7 separate regions of the Mus musculus genome follow, and all the other regions are linked to region 1. The links are chromatin contacts, called in public HiChIP or PLAC-seq and promoter capture Hi-C maps. All regions are on one chromosome and are shown on one strand. Each heading gives the region's core, a stretch centred on a gene start, on an enhancer-like site or on the middle of the called end of the contact. The rest is flanking DNA. Distances are from core to core; before and after follow the strand shown.

Region 1 (2,747 bases), core at 134-2,633:
CCCTCTAAATGTCTATTCTGATCTCGTGAGTCACGCCCTTTTGTTTTAGTGGCAGAAGGGTGTGCTCTAGTCAAAATAATAATTTCCATTGAGACCAACTAAAAATACCAGGGGGATGACTGTGTCGAGGTTTCCTATTATCTTAACCACACATGAAGGGCAAGAAATGTTACAAAAATCCCAATTACCAGCTGACTCCATGACAGCTAAGACAGTCAACCAAAAGATAACGCAGAAGATAACGCTCCGGATTCTAGTGAAAGTTTACTCACCTTTAGAAGAAATACACCTATGGTTGAAACCCTGTCCTCCTGCACGTGAGAGTATAACTGTGGGTGCTGGGAAATGTAGTTTTTTAGTTTGTTTTGTTTTCCTGACAGCACATGTCTGCCTATCCCAGCACATGTCTGCCTATCCCAGCACATGTCTGGCTATCTTAACACACAAGTCCACACAGCAGTGGGCTGGAGCGAGCGACACTGGACTGCTCTGCGGACACCCTTGGCTGGTGACCTGATCGTGCCCAGGAAGTCTTCCACTGGACAGAAACACACGGAGCACAGGTTGTCTACGGAGCCGGAAGAACTTCCTCCCACTCCACACCATCTGGAAGAACAGTCTGTGCAGGCCGAATCGGGTCACAAGGAAAACCCACCCAAGAGGGAGTCCCTCCAAAGGGACCTCTGGAGACTATGAGGCGACCCGGAGGACAGGAATCTCAGGTCTCGGGTCATGCCTGCGAGACCTGACAAGAGTCCATCCTGCGCGCGGCTCGGCTGACGACACTGCCCGGGACCGCGTGGCGGGGCGGGGTGCCGCGCACCGCGCCATGTAAGGGAAGGTCTCCCAGACTGCCGTGACTCCGGATGCCACCCGGGGCAGCCTGCGTAGATGGGTCCCCGCGCCCACGTGGAGCCTACACACGGCGCCACGCGTGGCGGGCGTCACCCGGGTCGCCCGTGTTCACTCCCTCCCGCTGTTGCATCATGCACCACGCCGCGCCTGCAAAGGACCAAGATGGACTCGGAGGAGGCGACCGGAACACTGGTGCCCGCCCCACGCACCCATCCCCCGGAGATGGAGAGGATAAGAAGAACCCTCGCCCTGCCTGAAACGCCACCCGAGGCCACACACACAGACACACACGCACACCGAGGTGACTCAGGCTTTCAGAGCTTCCTGGGCAATCACAAGGATCGCGTACTCACGGAGGAGGCGGCAAGATGTTGAGCTGTGTGGAGACCGCGGGTAGAAAGCCTCTCACACCTGCTAGCTGAGGGGATGGCGCACGCGGGCGGAATCCGAGCCGGTTTCATCAGCCGCGCGCCGCCCTCCGCGGGCCCCACGGCCACGGCCAGTGCTGCGCGTCAGCTTCCAGGGCACCAATGACAGCGCCGCGCGGCCGCGCCCCTGTGGGCGGGGACACCCGAGACCGGGCTTCCCCGCCGGTTTGGGCGCCTCCCGCGCGCGCCCTTGGTCCTCCGCAGCCGCAACTGAGCTTGAGTCAGAGCTGATGGCACAGGCTGAGGGGTGCGAGCCCCCTCCTGGGGAGCCACGGACAGCTGACGACCAGGTTTCTTGCTCCAAACTGGATGTAAGACACATTTTAAAGACTTTTTTTTTTTTTGGACTTAGTTGTAAATCTTCTTTTGACATTGGACTACTTTACGGCTGTGCCCTAGCTAACGCCTTAGCCTCCGCCTTGGTCAGGAAGGGCCCCAGAACCTGCAAGCCTCCCTTTGATACAAGGTAGTTCCTCCACATAGCCAACAGAACAGTTCAGGCAGTTCACACCCGCGGGACTCTCCCCAAGTTTAGTACCCAAATCTAGTCTTCAGGGTTCCTTCTGATCTCTGCTCCAAAATCGAGAACTACAGTCTATAGGGCTGAGGGATGGCTCAGCGGTTAACACTGACAACCCTTTCAGAGGACCCAGTTCTGACTCCCCACATGGGGGCTCACAACTAATCTGTAAGTCTTGAATGTGATGCACAGACATACACAGGTAAACCATAAATATGCATAAGATAAAAGTTTTTATAAAGAATTATATCGAAGCCCGGCAGTGGTGGCACACACCTTTAGTCCCAGCACTTGGGAGGCAGAGGCAGGTGGATTTCTGAGTTTGAGGCCAGCCTGGTCTACAGAGTGAGTTTCAGGACAGCCAGGGCTATACAGAGAAATCCTGTTAAAAAAAGAGAGAGAGAGAGAGAGAGAGAGAGAGAGAGAGAGAGAGAGAGAGAGAGAGAGAGAGAGGAAGGAAGGAAGGAAAGAAGAAAGAAAGAAAGAAAGAAAGAAAGAAAGAAAGAAAGAAAGAAAGGAAGAAAGAGAGAAAAGAAAGGAAAAGAAAAGAAAAAGAGAAAAGAGAAGGTGGATGCTATGTGTGTTCTCAAGTGTGCCTTATCAGTAAAGGGATTCATTGTCAGCCACAGCTGTTGATACTCCCATAGAATTAAACTAACGATGTATTAATTTATATTGCCCAGCCAAAAAGTCTTAATGAATACGTAGAGGGAGGTGGATAGCACTAAAGCACTTCTAACACTTGTAAGATAACATTAAAGCACTTCTAACAGCGTTTGTGATAATAACAAGGCATCAAACATGCTTTGTTTTCCAACAGCCAACAGAAGTAAGTGTCAATCATGCGGTGATGAACTGATTCCTGCCAATCTAGTAGGGAGGTCTCCTGAATCTTTACCAGGTGCCCCCTTCTCACAGAGGGAAACCTCCCATCTTTCAGCGCC
Region 2 (2,747 bases), core at 175-2,674, 970 kb before region 1:
CCCCCATTCACCTGGAGACCTCCTTCACAAGCTGTTAGCTTCGGCTAGAATGCTCTTTCTCTACACACCTAGCAGCAATAAAAAGCAAGTGCTAGATTGAATTCTTCCCAAACACGGGACATTTTTATGAACCACTTCGCTCATTATGAAGTGGATACTTACTTAATCTCAAATGTACAAAGGAGACACAGAGAAGCAAGCAGGTTCCAAAGGCAGGTCTGAATTCAAGGATGCTGTAAACACTCTCCCCACTCCCCAACAGTTCTCAGTAGGAGTTCAACTCTTTAAATCCCCTCTAACAGCTGATGTTAACACTAGACACTAATTCACATCTTATGCCTCATTAGCCGGAGGATAAATAAGCCCTCTGAATTCAGGTCCGACTGCATCTGGTTAACTTTTGCATCCCCAGCTCCTTGGGAACATGTAATTAACATTAACAAATACCTGTTGGATATTTAAATGAGTGAACACTGCGTCCACGCAGAGATAGCAGCTTAGAATTTCCCTGGGCAGCATCACTAGGCTTACCAGATTGGGATCTATATAGCATGCATCTCAACCTCACCCTTTTGGCAGTGTGAAACTTTATATATTCTTTTGTGACTTCGTCAGGCTGCCACGATTCCTTAAATGCTGCCCACACCCGTCCTTTTCATAACAGGGATTTGTCTTTTGAGAAAATCTTTTAGAGAAGATTTCTAAAACCCTAATATCAATTTTTCACTTCACTGCGGTTCAATTGTCTTCACGCCTCTCCCCTTTAAAAAAAGGTGGTGGTGGGGGGAGCAAATTGGAAATCAATGAGGGGAAAACTTTTTTTTAAAAAGTGAATTTCGAATGCAGAGTAGGAAAACATTCCAGCACATTTGGAATTGGGTCTTCCCGTGCTGCCAAGGTAGCACTGTCCCAGGTGGCACCTTTGAGAGAAAAAAATCCCGAGGGCCATCAAAGCGGAGGAAACAGGTGCTGCTCTAAGCAGGGGTTTGGTGGCATCCAGGGTTCTGGCTCCATCTTTTGACAAAGAGCCCAGAAGCTAAGGCTATCTGGCCAGTAGTCCATCACCTTCGAGGGGGAGGATTTAAAAAAAAAAAACAAAAAAAAAAAAACAAAGGCTAGAGGGGTGGCGGAGCACAGGGAAAGGGAGAGGAAACGTGACAAACGGAAGCAAACTCTCCTCTCCGGGGAGCGAGGTTGGGCTGCGTCCCCTTCCAAGGACCTGAGACGGACTGTCATTTTGTGTTTTCCCCTCCAAGCGGACTACCACCGGGTCTCGTGAGAGCCTCGGCGCCGCCGCCGTGGGGAAGGCCTCCCTCCGAGGGCTCGGGCTGAAGCAACCGCCTCCGGTCAGCTCGCGGACGCCCCGTGGGGGCCACGCCTGCGGTCCCCCACCCCCGGGCCAGGCCTCCTACCCACAAGGCCCCGCGCCACTCGCGCAGGCGCAGAGGCGGCGAGCGTCTCAGGAAGAGGAAAATGGCATAAACAAGTCGGGAGGACCCGGAGCGCGAGCCGACGAGCGAGCGGAGGGCAAGAGTTTAAAAACAAACCGGCGGCTCCCTCCCGCCGTGCCTTTGCCCCACAGCTTCCGGTCGCCGCCGCCTCAGGGTCGTTTCTCCCCGCAGCCCCGGCCGCGCGCCCACCGCGGCGTCCCGCGCGGCCCCTTTAAGGACAGCGGAGAGGGAGAGGGAGAATCCCTGCTCGCCGCCCGCCCGCCCTTCCCCCTCCCCGGGCGGCTCCGGCTCCCTCAGCGGGGCCCAACCCGCCCGCCCGGCTTCCATCCGGCTCCGGCGGCGGCTCCTTCCCGCCCTCGTCTATGGTGGCGGCGGGGGACGCGGCTGCGGCGTGGCCATGAACAGTGGCGGCGGCGGTGGCCTCCCGCCGCCCTCGGCCGCTGCCTCGCCGTCGTCGTCCTCGCTGGCGGCGGCCGTGGCGGTGGCGGTGGCGGCCTCGTCGGGCGTCGGGGGCGTCCCCGGCGGGCCGGCGGCGGCGGCGGGCGTGAAGCTCAAGTACTGCCGCTACTACGCCAAGGACAAGACGTGCTTCTACGGCGAGGAGTGTCAGTTCCTGCACGAGGACCCAGCCGCCGGCGCGGCCCCGGGGCTTGGCCTCCATAGCAACAGCGTCCCGCTGGCGCTAGCGGCCGCGGCCGGGGCCGCCTTTCCTCCGGGAGCGCTCCCGGGCGGGGGAGCGGGGCCGCCCGCGGGGCCCAAGAAGCCGGAGCTGGGCGTCCCGGGGGCGGCGACCGCGGGCGGCGGACTCGATGGCCCGCGGGTGGCGAGTAAGTGAGGCCCGGGCGGGGTGGTGCGGTGCGGGGTTGGTGCGGTCCGGGCGCGGGGAGGAGGCCTGAGCCTGCCCGCTTCCCCTCACCTCCGGGCCGCAGGAGAGGCCTAGGCCCTGCGCAGCCCTCCTTCCTTCTTCCTGTTTCCTCTCTGGGCTCCGCCGCTCGGGGCAAACCCCGGAGCTAGGGGAGGCGGGTTCCCGGGAGCGTGGGTGGACGGACGGTCGTGGTGTAATTGGGGTGGGGTGGGGGGCGCTGGGAGTGGGGTGCGGGGAGCAGGGGGGATGGGCTGCGGAGTGGAAGCAAGGGGGTGTCGCTTCCGGGTTTGTGTGTGTGTGTGTGTGTGTGTGTGTGCGCGCGCGCGCGCGTGTGCGTGGAAAGGGGCTGGGTCTGCGAGCACATGTGTCGGTGCGTGCTCGCGTGGAGCGCGGGCTGCCGAAAGTTGCCGGCTGGGAACTCCTTCTAAAGG
Region 3 (2,747 bases), core at 130-2,629, 930 kb after region 1:
GACTCCAGCTTCCATTCTACAAATCCTCGTCTCTTTGATAGTTGGTCACTTCTGCTTGGGGACATAGCTTTGGAACAGACACTGGCTGACTCAATGGCTCTATTCATCCTTCCCAGCATTTGTGTTGGCTCAACTAACTCATGTAGTCATTCAACAAACAGTACTGGCAAAAGGCCATGTCTGGATTTTGAGGCCGAATCTTTGGAATTCAGGAGTTGAAAGATTTTCTTCCTCTTTTTTTTTGCTCTTGAGTGCGTATTTATAGGTAGTGTAAGACTCTGGCGAGCCTTAGCTTACCAGGGACTCCCTGAGTGAACAACATGAAACCACCGGGAATCGATGCAAAAAGCAAGAGGAATTTATTTTTCCAAAGTGTTGGGGTCGTTCTACACCTGAAGGAGAAGTATCGACTGTGCACATCTTGTCCCCTTCTGAAGGGGTTCTCTTCCAGGAGGAGAGGGGGCAGGTGGAATTTTCCAAAGTTTCTGAGCTGACCTCTTCAGTACCACGTGCATGCCTGAAGCTCTCAGAGTTCAAAAGTGGCCTCTGGAACTGGTGTTATGGATGATTGAACGGCCATGTGGGTACCAGGAACTGAACCCTGGTCCTCTGCAAAGAGCACCCAGTGCTTTTAACTGCTAAGCCATCTCTCTCTAGCCCATTTAGGAAGTCTGCAGGAATTTAGGTCTATCTTAGTGTTTGAAGCAACAGCTTAATATTTGAAAAAACACAGGGAGTGGGGCAGGGATACATGAGTGTGGTGGTTTGAATAGGTTTGACCCCTATAGTCATGTGTTTGGACACTTGGCCATGGGGAGTGGCCCTATTAGGAGGTGTGGCCTTATTGGAAGAGGTGTGGCCTTGTTGGAGGAGGTACATCACTGTGTAGGCGGGCTTTGAGGTCTCCTTTACTCAGGCTCTGCCCAGTATGGGATCTGACCGCCTTTGGCTCAAGATGTAGAACTCTTAGCTCCAGAGAGAGAGAGAGAGAGAGAGAGAGAGAGAGAGAGAGAGAGAGAGAGAGAGAGAGAGAGAGAGAAGGCTGCCTACTGTAGCCAGGAAGGAAAGAAGAGAGGGTTGGGAGTGGCTGCAGCCTCAGTCTTCTGCTCTAGGACACACCTCCGGTGACCTCACTTCCTCCCACCAGACTCAGTAGATCAGCATCTCTCCACAGACAGACCCAAGCCTAGCAGCCATGCCTTTTACATAAGAGTTTTTGTGAGTCAATTAAGATCCAAACTGTCACACGGCTACTTAAACCTCCCGATGCACCAAATTTAAACGTGTGAATCTCTTCTCCCCAGCCAGCTACCTAAATCCTCCGAGGGAAATTAGAAGACACATCCTGCCTTTTGAAAATCAGGAAATGAGGGCTCTGTGTATCACACGCAAAATTCAAACTGTGTAGAAGACCTCACCACTCGGAGCCGCCCAAATGAGCGGCAACTCTTAGGAGAGGCGTTATAGAAAATGTCACCGCTTGGGAAGTCTGGCAGAAAATTTAGAAATTTTTTTCCTGGGGAGGTAACCTAAGGACACAGAGAAAAGGTCTCCAGAGCCTCTTTTGCTTTGTGTATGTTCTGTTCTGTTCTGGAAAGGACTTGAGGTAGCTTATTAAAGGGACGCACAACAGAAGTTGAAAGTACAGTAAAAAGGAAGGGCCTGTGTTTCACAGCAGGAGCCGGGAGGGGGTACCGGTAATGGAAGATCCACGTGTGGACTCAGACATGTCCTTCCAGTGGGCCACCAGCCCTGGGAGCTATCGGAACAAGGGAAACGGATGAGCAAGTGATATAAAGGGAGATCGGTTGCTCAGGAGAGCAGTATTTTTGGAGGCCAGGAAACAGGCCTCTCTCCTGCAGGCCCCCTCCACCATCTGTGTAACGTAGGAAAGCCACAATCCTAATAGCATCCTGCATCTGCTGCGGCCTCCCGTAGCTCTGAGATACAACCGTGGGCCCAGCTCAGTCTGTTCCCGAACACCCTGTATAAGGCACATGGTTCTATTTTTACTTTATTGTCTTATTTTATGCGTGTGGATGTTTGGCCTGCGGATGTGGTGTATGGTGTCTGCACCGCCTACGTGCAGTGTCCACAGAGGCCAGAAGAAGGCACTAGATCTCCTGGGACTGTAGTTACAGATGGTTTTGAGCTAACATGCCGGTGATGGGAATTGAACTTGGGTCCTATGGAGGAGGTGCAAACCTTTCAGAATCTGCTTTATGGACCAAGAAAAGAAGAGCTGTCTCTCTCCCTTTTTATTCTGTTCACATAACTCACATTTTGACAAGTGTGAGCCTCCATGTGAGACTGAGAAACGAAGCCACCACCGGAGGAGTTTGGCTGGCCATGTGCTGAGTAGCGGCATAGCGATGGCATCTCCTTTCTTCTTGTCGGTTCTGGGGGCAGCACACCCAGGACCAGGCGGGATACTCACTACCGCCGAGCATCGCCCTAGCCCTTCACACCACTCCTGCTTAAACCTCCAGCATCTCTGATCTACGTAAACTTGAGACCCATAGCAAGATCCACATATAGCCGGGAGGGCAGCAGGGTGGGTGGTTTATCTGTGTGCCAAAGTCCCTCTGTATCCGGCTGGCTCTTACTTTGCCAGGTGGTGCTGGGGAAATGTTCTCACGCTTGAGGATAAGCAAACCTGAAACATTTGGTGGGAGGCTGCGGCTTTCCCTGCCTTGAGGTCCTTAGGGAGCAGCTTGCTCATTAAAGGGTAAGGCTCCATCACACAG
Region 4 (2,747 bases), core at 128-2,627, 870 kb after region 1:
ATTCTTTGGTTTAGTTTTAATCTTTAGCTGAAGTTTAACATTTATTTTATTGACTTTTTTTGTGCGTGCACGTGCGTGTATGCACATGTATGTGTCTGTGGAGGGCAGAGGCAAACCTTGGTTCTAGTTCCTCAAGTGCCATCCACTTTATCTCTTGAAGCAGGGTCTTTCCCTGCCTGGGACTCTCCATTAAGCTAGGGTGGCTGGCCAGTGAGCCTGAGGATGCTCCTGCCCCTCTTCCTGTAATATTGGGGTTACACACATTCTACCACACGTGGCTTCTTAGGTGATGTGGGGACTGAACTCAGGTCCTCAAGCTTGCATGGAAAACACTTTCCAATGAAGCTGTCTCCCAAGTCCCATAGTTTTATTTTATTGCAGGAAAGGAGCCACTGGTTGTCTTATCATTCATTCACTCCTTCTTTCCTTCACCCATCCATCCACTCACCTATCCATCCACTCACCCATCCATCCACTCATCCATCCATCCATTCACCCATCCATCTAATCACCCATCCATCCATTCATCCATCCATCCATTCATCCATTCACCCATTCACCCATCTATCCATTCACCCATCCATCCATTCACCCCAGCCTATGTGGCTGCTATTCTGCACTGTACAATGTGTCAAATGACATTTATTTACCAGGAGGAATTCAAAGAACCAAGGGCATACTCAGGACGCACGTCTTTTTGGTGCTGTATTCATTTTATTTCCTTTTCTTTTTCTTCTTTTTTTAAATCTCATTTTCCCTTTTCTTTATTTTTGCCAGTGTAAGAAGTGGTAGTGGCTCCGGGCTCCTCGTGCTGTGCAGGGTCCAGATTTCATGCTTATGCTCCTAGCGAGGCTGCCCATAGTAAGCAACATCAAAGAATACGCTGCACTTCCCTCTCCCTCTGACTCTGTGACTCCTGGAAGGTAACTCAAAACCACAGGTCCTGCAACTTTGTTGAATAACAATTAGAAGAGGAAGAATGAAAACTAAAGGCAGAAGAAGGAGGAGGAGCAAGGGTAGGAATGGGAGGAGCAAGAGGTGGAGGAGTAAGGGAAGGAAGGAGAGAAAGAGAAGAAAGGGGAAGGGAGATGAAAGAAGAAGGGGAGGGAAAAGGAGCAAGAGGAGAAGTAGGAGCAAAGTGAGGAGGTAGAGCAAGAGGAGGAGGGAAGGGGCAATAGGAGGAGGAGCAGGTGGAGGAGGGAGAGGAGCAAAAAAGGAGGGGGAGCAAGGGGAGAGGGTAGTGCAAGAGGAAGAGGGAAGGAGCAAGGGGAAAGGGAGGAGCAGGAAGAGGGGAGGAGCAGGAACAAAAGGAGGGGGAGGAAGAAGAGGGGGACAAGGGGAGGAGCAGGAGCACTGAGTGGCTGTGCTGGGGACCTTTGGAAACTGATGGTAAAAGGCAGAGCACAGCCTGGCACTTCCCCTTTCTGCGCAGGAAGGCTGAGGTGCTAGCACCAGCCTGGTTGTCTCTGGCGGGCCTGAAGCAAGCATGGATCAAGAGGCTGTGGGCAACGTTGTGCTCCTGGCCCTTGTCACCCTCATCAGCGTGGTCCAGAATGGTAAGGGCCCTTCCTCAGGGAGAGCAGGGGTGCTGGAAGCCAGGCACACACCATTCTGTGTGCACTATGCACACGTCTGTATTTATTGCTGTGTACGTGAGTGTGCAGGGGTGGGTCCTGTTCTGTGTGAGTTTGGGGTTTCCTTCTCTCACTTGAAGGATGATGTCAGGTGTGTTTGCAGAGGATGGAGAGCAACCTGAAGGGCTGGTGAGAAACTTGGCCCAAGTGTCTTGGTGGAGCAAGGGCATGAAGGGTGGAAGAGGAGGGCCAGCCTGGAGAGAGTGTGGGGGTCTGTGCTCCCTTGGACACCCGCCTGAATGAGCCAATTTGCAGCAGGACCCAGGTCGTCTGTCGTCTGTGTCAGGCAAGGGGTAGTCTTGCGAGCTATAAAGGAGAAAGTCTTTATCATCTTTTTACTTCTGTACTTAAATAAGTTCTTTTGAAGAAACATCAAAGAACAATGCGTAAGGCTATTTTTAGTTTTGTTTTGTTTTGTGGTCCTGGGGATAGAACTCAGGGCCCTGCATACCTTCTGTATATTCTCTACTACACATCTATGCCCCAGCCTTTTGGTGTACAGCTTTACACACACACACACACACACACACACACACACACACACACACACACACACACGTCTGTCTGTCTGTCTGTCTGTCTGTCTGTCTGTCTGTCTGTCAGTCAGTCAGTCATGTTCTATCCATCTATCTATCTCAACCTTCCTAGCCCTTTGACACAGTATCTCAGGTTGTGGTGACGCCCAAGCATAAATTATTTTTGTTGCTACTCCATAACTGTCATTTTGCTGCTGTTAAAGATTGTAATATAAATAAATACCTGTGCTTTCTAATGATCTGAGGTGAATTCTGTGAAAGGGTCATTTGACCCCCAAAGGGTTCATGATCCTCACGACTCACATCTATCTATTTACCTATCATCTATTTATATATAAGTCCTATCTATTATCTGTCTGTCTGTCTATGTATTTATCTATTATCTATCATCTGTCTGTCTGGGGAAATGTTCCTATTTCTTAGTATTGCCATTAAACACACACACACACACACACACACACACACACACACACTCTCACGCATGCACGCACGCACACACACACGCACGTCTGTTTTTCTATCTATCTATCTATCTATCTATCTATCTATCTATCTATCTATCTATCTATCATCTATC
Region 5 (2,747 bases), core at 186-2,685, 830 kb after region 1:
TCTGGGACCCCTAAGGGTGCAGAAGAGAACCAGTTTCCAAAAGTTTTCTCTGACCTCCACATGCATGTGGTTGCATGTACATACATATGTGTCAATAAAAATGCAATAAAATTAGACATTATATTTAAAAACTAAAACTGCATTTGACTAAATTCACTGACATCCAGTCTTTCTTGGTCACGGCAGCGCACACCTATAATCCCAGCACTCAGAAGGCTGAGGCAGCCGGGCCATGAGTTCTAGGCCAGTAAGGCCCTGTTCCTGCTGTTTCTGTTTAGTGCTAGGATAGAGCTCGGGGCTAGATGCACGCACAGTACCGTCTCCACCCCATGTTAATCAAGGGCCTGGCGTTACTCTGACACTCATCCCTCAGTTGTCCTAGTCACATTTCAAGTACTCAGAAGCCAGATGTGGCTAGCAGTGAGAGCTCTTGCAGTGTAGCTCGGGAGTGTTTACGTCAACATAGGACAGTGGGTCTCACTCTTCCTAATGCTGTGACCCTTTAATACAGTTCTTCATGGGGACCACCAACCATGAAATTATTTCATTCATAGTTGTCATTTTGCTCCTGTTATGAATCATTATTAATATCTTTAATGCAGAATTCCTAATATACGATCCTAGTGGGGTCGTGACCCACAGGTTGTGAACCACTCTGTAGACTCCCGTTCTCTGTATTCTATAGGAGTGGGTGTAGATCCCAGACACAAAACCCTCACGTCACAACTTCCTGTCTTTATGGAAAGTCTTTTGTGAAAAAAACATAAAACGTCCTCTGTGACAAGAATTCTCTATGTACCCCTGGCTGTCCTGGAATTCACCATGATTTATTTGCCTTACTGCCTTCTGGGTTCTGGGATTAAAGGCATCACCGCCACTCCTGGCTCTCTTTTAAAACTTTTAAACACGAACTTATACAATTTCTGATAAAGTTAAATGTGATGGGGGAAATTGACAGCAGTCTAAGATTAAATATAATGTAGTTAGATTCAAACCCATTGCCCAAGTCTGGGAGCCACTTAGCTAAAGTCAGCGTGGCCTGCTGTCCCCAAACTCTCTGCCCACAATGTTATCTGTTGCTCATCCATTTGGAAGTAGACTGTATTAGTAGGGTCCGCGGGTCGTTTTTTGTTTTTTTTTTTTTTGTTGTTGTTGCTGTTGTTTTTATTTTTTATTTTTTGTTATTATTATTTTTTTTTTCTGAGCCACACAAATGGTGCTGTTTCTGGGTGGTCCCGGTTGCCGGTTTCCAGTGCAAAAAACACCTAGCTGTTCCTGAGCAGAATTGGACCAAACTCAAAAAGCAGACTTACATGTACCCTCTTGAAAATTAGTGGAAGCAGCAGGCCCGCTTGTAGCTTGAGCCCTAGAAAGCTATCAAACAGATTGGGCGTCCCAGGATGGCAGAAAACATTTCTAAAAATGTTTTTTGCTAAAAGGAACGCTGCCGTCCCTGGGTGGGCTCGAACCACCAACCTTTCGGTTAACAGCCGAACGCGCTAACCGATTGCGCCACAGAGACACAGCTGCCTGAGCGGCCGTGCGCTTTGTACACATTGCCGCGGCCAGCATGGGCGTCGCCGCCTCGGACTCCCGGGAGGCGCCAGGCCCTGCTGAGCCCTGCGGGCTGAGACTGCGCGAGGGCGGGGAGGGGCGGAGCCGCCGAGCCCAGCAAATCCTCCGCAGAGCAGGGCGGCGCCGGGTGAGGCTCCGGGAATCTGCGTGGGCTCCGAGCCAGGGCGCCCTGCCCTTGTTCAAGGTTGTTACCGCCCCTCCCCTTTGAGTGTTCTCGTCGCCTCCCGCTTATCGAGGTTGATAAACTGTGGATCTCTGTGTGGGCCATGGGAATTTTATACTTTATACGTTTAAAAACCTACCGCGCCGCCCCTCCCCCGTCACCTCCTGGGAATAAATTCACACCCCTTTAGCGGACTGGAGCCTCCTTCGAGCACTCATGGCTTAGGGGGACTGCAGAATCGGATTTATGGCGATTAAAACGCTCTTTTAAAATAGCCAGTGACGTCTAGGCCTTCCCCTGACTTCTGAATTTAACTCACTGACTTGGGGTTGCCTTGGGAGGGTTGGGGTAGGTAGCATTGTGCCCACTCAGAGGAGGGGGAGGGGGAGGGAGAGAGGGGGAGGGGGAGGGAGAGAGAGGGAGGGGCAGAAGGGAAGGGAAGGAGGAAGAGAGAAGGGAGGGGGAGAAAGGATAATTCTTTGATAAACCTGCCAGAGCCCCTGTCAGACCTCTCCTTCCCCCATCACCCCAAAGACCGGGAGGGGAGGAGGGGGCAACTTCACAGACCTCAGGTCCCGCTCTTCAAGCTTCCATACCCTTCCTCCTTTTAAAAAAAATTAATTATTTCATATATTTACATCCCAAATACTGTCCCCGTTCCCGCCCTCCCCCCTTTCTCTTGCTCCTCCTCTCTTTGGCTCTTCCTACTTAGCTATTGCTACTCTCTTGGTATAAATTGAGCCATATTTCAAAGACTTATTTTAATCATGTATCTGGGTGTTGGCGTGTATCCTGAGTTCAGCGCCCTCGGGGTCAAACGGGGCGTCGCATTCTCCTGGAGCCTGCGTTGGAGGCGATTGTGAGGCTCTCAAGGCGGGTGCTGGGAACTGAGCGCGGGTCCTGTGCAAGAGAGGAGCTCTCAACCACCTATCCATCGCTCCAGCTCCATTTTAACCCCTTTAAAGCTTACGGTTCAAACGGAATTAAGTGCACTTATATGTTACCAATA
Region 6 (2,747 bases), core at 133-2,632, 780 kb after region 1:
AATCCATTTTTATTTTTATTCTAGTTGTTTGTGGATGTTGCTTTACACCTCAAAAGTCGGGTTACATTTTAACTGAACCAACTAGATCATTCAATTTATGAGCTGACATTCAGCAAGTGTTTATTGGGAGGGGAAGTGTACTCCACTCTAAAAATGGAAATAGCATGTTGAATAAGAAAACAATCCTATTAATCTTGGCTACTCTCTCAGGAAGAAATACTTTCTCAAAAACCTCATAATCCATACAAAAAGAAATCTTACTTGTTTGATCTTACAACAAATATACCAGTACAGTATGTAGTGTAAATGCAAAGATAAATAAAATTAAAAAAAAGCAAAACCTAACCAGTCTATTTTCGTCATGAGAGAGGAGAAAAAAAACCCTAACAAAGTCTCTGTTGGAACGCTCAGCGATTTCCATTCCTAAGTACCACAAACTGAAATTCTTTTATTGAATAATTTCTTCCTACAGCGGACTTGTTTCCCCCATTGCACGCTACCAAAATTATCAGTATTCTGCCAGAACATGGTCGTTTAAGACCACTAATGAAACCCTACAGGACCGCAATCCAAAATGCCAGTCATGATTCCTGTAAGGTCCAGAAAAAATCCCAAATTGTAGTCCCAGGCCACGGAAACAGTCTATGCAAAGGACTCCAAGAATAGGATGTCCTCATGGACGCGATCAGTCATGACCTCCCTGACACCACATGACCTTTCTACGAAGGCAGTTCTTAAAACTTAGCAACTGAGCTCTCCCCTCTCTGAAGTTCAAGGAGGCAGGGCGGCTGCTGAGATGCGCGGGTCGGCTGCTCAGTGCCACCCCGGGTCAAGTGCTCGTCTTTCGCTACCCCCCTTACCGTGAGCAGATCAGAGAGGGAAGAAAGAAAAAGTGGCCTCCAAGGATGGGTTTGGGGAAGAAGGGAGGGGCAGCTCCGTGTGTGGTAACCGTTTGTGAACACGTAGGGTGGTGGCGCGCGGGCCGAAAAGAACCAACTATGGGAGCCCGTCGTGGCGTCCGCCATGACGGCCCGCCAGGGAGGCCCATCACTGCGCCTGCGCGCCAGGCAGGCAGCCGCCCAGCGACCTCTCCTTCCTCTGCCGCGTAATCCCTCCGCTGAAGGCCGCGCACTAATTTTAATCACGCCCCGCCCCCTAGCCTCTGGCGTCACCTCCGCCACTCCAGCGCTTTCCAGCAGCTTCCAGAACCAAGCCTGCCCCACCCCCTCCAGCTCCCTCCCCCTCCCCCTCCCCCGTCCTCCCGACTCACACTTTGCAGGCTCTGTAGCGAGGGGCCCCGCCCTGTCGCCGCAGTTCCCACTGCGCCTGCGCCTGCTGGGCGGGCAAGCCACGCCTCTGCGGAGCCCTGCCGGAAGTGCTCTGGTCTTCCCCTTCCCCGGCCCTGCCCGCGTGCTCTCAAGCAGGGCTGCCTGCCGCAGGAAAGTGTTTGTGGGGTAGCTCTTGGGCGGCGGACTCGCAGGCGGAAGTTGCTTTCCTGGCGGAGAGGGCTGTGGGGGAGGAGCCGTCCGAGGGAACGTGGGTTGAACGTTACGGTTAGATGGTGGGGACCTCAAGCTGGAAGAGGAGTTCGGGTCCACTGTATGCGAAGAAGGAGCGTACTTCGGGAGGGTAAGGAAGACAGTAGTTCCCTCGGGAAGTAGAAATTGGGACGGCTGGAGTGCCCGGGGTGGGTCGTTGGCGCGCTGAAAAGATGGGGTAGGAACGAGGTTGTGGTGGGCAAGGTGGAGGATGGAGGTGCAGGCTGGGTCTTCAGGTTCCGGTTAGGCTCAAAGAGGTAAACGCTGAAGAGAAACCAGAGTTTGTGCCCGCCCCACGAAGAGCGTGGAGATGGGCTGGGTAACGGAACGCCGCGCCTCTTGGACTTCCTTGGTAGGCTTTTGAAGCTCAGTTCGCGTGGACCCATCCGTCTCAAATTCGGGAAGCTGGACTGGGTACCAAGCAGTATTGGGCTCTGTAAAGCCTATCCCTTCGCTGGGGCTTAAGTCTGCTGGCCTTGAAAATTCATATGCAGAGCCGAGAGATAAAGCTCCGAAGGGTTCCAGGCCCTTTGAATACCTGTAATAGTTTCTACACATGCAGTGAATTAAATTTAAATCCCTCTCGTGATTGGCTGCTAAATGGATCTATTCTGGGCTGATATCTCCCATTAAGGTCTCCGGAATGCGACTTACCTACGTTGAAGGTGGGGGCTCGGTGGTGGGCGTAGGTAAGAGGAAAAGTGCCGGAGATGAACACTGGAAAACCTTGGTTGTTCTCCTTGAAATAAGCTCATGTCATAATCTTTAGGATGTACTGAGCTGTTTGGGCGGACTTCCTACAATCAGATTGGATTAAATAGGTGGTTTGAAGCGGAGCTGTCATTTTGACAGTGATATGAATGGAAAGAGAGACAAGTTCGAAACATTTCCAAAGCCTCGTTCACGAGTTTAGATGGCGCCTACTGTGCAAACATGGGAGATGAGAGTGAGTAGACGGCACAAACTTTCTAGTCTGTATTTGGAAACCCAAAAGATGCCAAAATTTAGATACTGTACAGGGAGGAGCTAGCAGTTACACTTGGAGAAAAGATAATGAAGGTAATTTATTCCTAGACAAATTGAAATTTGAGACCCACCCCGGGGTTTTGTGTATAATACAGTGCTTGAAAAACCCCAAGAGTCTACTTCTGGTATTTTAAAACTTGAATATTCTTTGGGGAGGGGGAATTTCTTAATATTGTTTAGTGT
Region 7 (2,747 bases), core at 69-2,568, 650 kb after region 1:
CCCCGGAGCAAGGAGAGAAGAAGCCCCGCCGCTCGAAATGGGGGCTGGCTCCGCCCGCGGCCGCCAGGGCCGGGCGCACGGAATGGCCGCTGCGCGTCTTCCCCGCCTGCGCCGCCGCCGCGAGGGCGAGCGCGAGCGAGAATATGGCTCCTTCCCTTTGTGTGTGCGCGCGTGTGAGTGTGTGTGTGTGTGTATGTGTGTGTGAGTGTGCGAGGAGACCGAGGCGCGCGGCGGGCGGGCGGGGCGCTGGCGCACTCGCCATGGCGGCGGGGGAGGGGCGGGGGGCGCGCGGCTCCCCTCCCCCCGCGGCCCCCGCGCCGTCTCCCTCCGCGCGCCCCGCCGCCCCCGCACGGAGAACGCGGGGCCGGGGAGAGAGAGAGACTGAGAGAGAGAGAGAGGAGAGGAAGAGAGGGGAGCGAGAGGAGAGAGGGGGGGAAAAAAAAAAGTTGCCTCAGAACTGCTGCGCCCAGCTTCCCCCGCCCGCCCGCCCGCCTTGTTTTCTCTCCAGCCAGCAGCGCCCGGCCGAGTCAGCCATGTTCCAGCGAGCGCAGCGGCGCCGCTCCCCCCCACACGGCCGCCCCGCTCGCCCGCCGCCTCACCCGGCCCGAGCCGCCCCGCACGGCCGCCCCCGGCCCACCCGCGGCCGCCCTCGCCCGCAGCGGCGCCCCGCCCGCCGCCCCGCGCTCCCCGCCGCGGCCGCCCATACAGCGGGGAAGCGCCGCTGCCCGCCGGCTCGCTCGCTCCGCGCACGCCGCCTGCCCGAAACGCTCGGCCCTGGGGGCCACAAACACGTTTTGGGGAAAAAAAATTTTTTTTAAATAATCCGGAACACGAACACACACACAGGCAGACACAAAACAAAAAAAAAATTTTTTTTTTTTTGCGCCAGTGAAGCGCGGACGGCGCCGCGGGTGTGAAGTGGCGGCCGCCTGAGGCCCCGCGACTCGGCTCGGCTCCGCTCGGCGCGGCACGGCGCGGGGCAGCGTTCGCGGCAGCGGCCGGCGGAGCCTCGCTCCGTGCGCAGTTCCCCCCACGGTCCCCCCTCATTTGCCTTTGTGTGGAGCCTGACCCGCCGGCTCCGGGCCGCGGGGATCCGGCCGCCGCGCAGGCGACCAGGCTACCCGAGGCGCTCTCCCCGCCGCCGCGCCGCCCCGCACTCACCCTCCGCGAGGCACAGAGTCGCCCAGTGCCCGTCCGGCTCGCGCTTGCCCCGGCGCTGTCTCTATGGAGCTCAATGTACTGCAATGGCTGTGAGAGCGGGAGCCAGACGCAGCCTCCTCACTCTCTCCGCTCTGTAACATTACTCTCCAGCCAGCGCGCCTCCTATTGGCTACCGCCAACTCACCAGGCCCGTTCATTGGCCCGTTCCCTCCCATTGTCCTGACCAGAGCCCGCGCGCCATTGGCTGTCTGCGAGGACACGTCACCGAGGATTGAAACAGCGCGCAAATCTGAATGTGTGTGTGTGTGCCGGGCCGAGAGGCTGAGGCGGGAGAGGCAGCGGCAGAGGCAGCAGCTGCTACGGGAAAGCGGAGCTCTATGGTGTCTCTGTGCCTGCGCCTGCCCCGAGCCAGCCCCACGCCCGAGCCGCGGCGCGCGCGGCCAGGGCCCGGCTCCGCCGCAGCCACGGCTGCGTCCCCAGGCCCGGGCGCCTCCCCGCAGGCCCGCCCCCCCTCCCGCTCCACGCTCCCGCCCCGAGCCGTTGGGATGTGCGGCCCGTGCTTGGGGATGCCTCCCCGAGTGGGGTGACTGCTCGGGGGGGCCTGTGGCCCAAACACGGGGGCCTCTGCGGGCTCCGGGACGGCCGTGCTGCTGCAGCCCACCACAAGACACCCCTCCCCGGGACTGCCCGCCTAACGTGCCCACCCTGCCCAGAAGCCTAGTCTGCACCCGCCAGCAGGCGTCCAGTTGCACCCCTTCTTCTGGGTTTGCTCGGGTTTCCCCCAGTACTTCTCGAACTTTTTTTTTTTTTTTCCTTTTGGTGAGACACAAAGCACTGTTTTGAACTTCCCGGACACCAAAGCCTTATACCAGGGAATTAATGCACAGCCACTGGGGTTTGATACTGGCTGTTCTCAGAAAATGTTTGGGGGGGGGCCCAGCTAGAATTAGCAAGTTCTTTAAAGACCTCATTGCCCCACCCCCATACACACACATACACACACACACACACACACACACACACACACAGACGCTGTTTTCTGTGACTCGGTGTGGATTACTGTTAGAATCAAATGAATCTTTGTGATTGCTATCTTGCCTCCGATCACACCACTTAGTGCATACATGTACCTGCTCTAGGGTTACCAGACATTTAGGGCTACTGTTACCTGAGGGATTAGAAGCAGTCGGAGAGTGCTTGGGCCCAAACCCACAGGCCATGCTTTTTCCTGCTCTTCAAGTTGGCTGATCATTCTTAGGTATGCAGAGAAAAATAGCCAGGCTGGCTCTAAAGGCCACAGGCTTCCATCAATCTTTGATGAATCTAACAGCTCTTTCTTTCTGGTGAGCACAGCACCTCTCTTCACTTCAAAACAAATGTCCCCCATTTTTTTTTTTTAAAATCCTGGCTCCTATACACTTCTCAACTAAGAAACAAAGAATTCCTCCAAAATGCACTTGATCCAAGTCAAAACATCCAAGTCATAGATTCTGGGTTTCATTTCTATACCACTTCTGAGGCCCTATTATGTAATGGATTTGCTCGAATTTATTATCCTTACTGGAATAGGTTTAGATTATCTTTTC

Evidence for each region. Promoter capture Hi-C pulls out the DNA fragments that hold promoters and counts their contacts. HiChIP or PLAC-seq counts read pairs in DNA pulled down with a chosen protein or histone mark. Capture Hi-C pulls out chosen DNA fragments and counts their contacts.
Region 2: a FOXA1 HiChIP or PLAC-seq map of pancreatic cancer cells shows a contact between it and region 1. The contact joins the promoter of Pan3 here to the promoter of Slc7a1 in region 1. A contact is called at or near these places in 3 of 115 datasets of contacts at active chromatin or transcription factors (effector CD8 T cells, memory CD8 T cells and pancreatic cancer cells).
Region 3: an H3K4me3 HiChIP or PLAC-seq map of the SCID.adh cell line shows a contact between it and region 1, with 8 read pairs. The contact joins the enhancer-like site here to the promoter of Slc7a1 in region 1. A contact is called at or near these places in 2 of 39 promoter capture datasets (the 3T3-L1 cell line and pre-B cells), 3 of 115 datasets of contacts at active chromatin or transcription factors (the SCID.adh cell line, large pre-B cells and pro-B cells) and 2 of 9 other capture datasets (liver and macrophages).
Region 4: a contact with region 1 is called in a promoter capture Hi-C map of neutrophils, with 4 times the contacts expected there. The contact joins the promoter of Alox5ap here to the promoter of Slc7a1 in region 1. A contact is called at or near these places in 5 of 39 promoter capture datasets (hippocampal neurons, liver, neutrophils and 1 more), 1 of 15 datasets of contacts at CTCF or cohesin (large pre-B cells), 3 of 115 datasets of contacts at active chromatin or transcription factors (the SCID.adh cell line, large pre-B cells and microglia) and 2 of 9 other capture datasets (adipose tissue and liver).
Region 5: an H3K4me3 HiChIP or PLAC-seq map of the SCID.adh cell line shows a contact between it and region 1, with 8 read pairs. The contact joins the promoter of 2310047D07Rik here to the promoter of Slc7a1 in region 1. A contact is called at or near these places in 2 of 115 datasets of contacts at active chromatin or transcription factors (the SCID.adh cell line and large pre-B cells).
Region 6: a promoter capture Hi-C map of adipose tissue shows a contact between it and region 1, with 4 times the contacts expected there. The contact joins the promoter of Uspl1 here to the promoter of Slc7a1 in region 1. A contact is called at or near these places in 6 of 39 promoter capture datasets (3T3-L1-derived adipocytes, the C10 cell line, hippocampal neurons and 3 more), 2 of 484 Hi-C or Micro-C datasets (CD4 T cells and regulatory T cells), 5 of 115 datasets of contacts at active chromatin or transcription factors (the SCID.adh cell line, astrocytes, effector CD8 T cells and 2 more) and 2 of 9 other capture datasets (adipose tissue and liver).
Region 7: an H3K4me3 HiChIP or PLAC-seq map of the SCID.adh cell line shows a contact between it and region 1, with 13 read pairs. The contact joins the promoter of Hmgb1 here to the promoter of Slc7a1 in region 1. A contact is called at or near these places in 3 of 39 promoter capture datasets (the 3T3-L1 cell line, hippocampal neurons and pre-B cells), 7 of 115 datasets of contacts at active chromatin or transcription factors (the 230-238 cell line, the SCID.adh cell line, astrocytes and 4 more) and 2 of 9 other capture datasets (adipose tissue and liver).

The regions. Positions count from the first base shown.
Region 1 is chr5:148,398,521-148,401,267 of GRCm38.p6, forward strand. It overlaps Slc7a1 (solute carrier family 7 (cationic amino acid transporter, y+ system), member 1), which reads right to left and starts at 1,384. Exons shown (of 13, transcript NM_007513.4): 1 at 1,209-1,384.
Region 2 is chr5:147,428,732-147,431,478 of GRCm38.p6, forward strand. Pan3 (PAN3 poly(A) specific ribonuclease subunit) reads left to right here and starts at 1,425. Exons shown (of 19, transcript NM_028291.5): 1 at 1,425-2,278. The coding sequence starts at 1,849.
Region 3 is chr5:149,333,287-149,336,033 of GRCm38.p6, forward strand. No RefSeq gene overlaps it. Among named protein-coding and RNA genes, the nearest start is that of Gm35620, 12 kb to the left of the region's middle. Within about 2 kb of position 1,380, at least 50 of the 459 cell types and tissues checked have an H3K27ac peak or open chromatin away from gene starts, as enhancers often do. A contact at or near this core is called in the SCID.adh cell line, where this site is marked.
Region 4 is chr5:149,263,627-149,266,373 of GRCm38.p6, forward strand. Alox5ap (arachidonate 5-lipoxygenase activating protein) reads left to right here and starts at 1,378. Exons shown (of 5, transcript NM_009663.2): 1 at 1,378-1,556. The coding sequence starts at 1,487.
Region 5 is chr5:149,227,553-149,230,299 of GRCm38.p6, forward strand. 2310047D07Rik (a long non-coding RNA gene) reads left to right here and starts at 1,436. Exons shown (of 2, transcript XR_003956021.1): 1 at 1,436-1,759. It overlaps n-TNgtt14 (a tRNA gene), which reads right to left and starts at 1,522; the gene lies at 1,449-1,522.
Region 6 is chr5:149,183,178-149,185,924 of GRCm38.p6, forward strand. It overlaps Uspl1 (ubiquitin specific peptidase like 1), which reads left to right and starts at 1,383. Exons shown (of 9, transcript NM_001115149.1): 1 at 1,383-1,629.
Region 7 is chr5:149,051,739-149,054,485 of GRCm38.p6, forward strand. It overlaps Hmgb1 (high mobility group box 1), which reads right to left and starts at 1,319. Exons shown (of 5, transcript NM_010439.4): 1 at 1,162-1,319.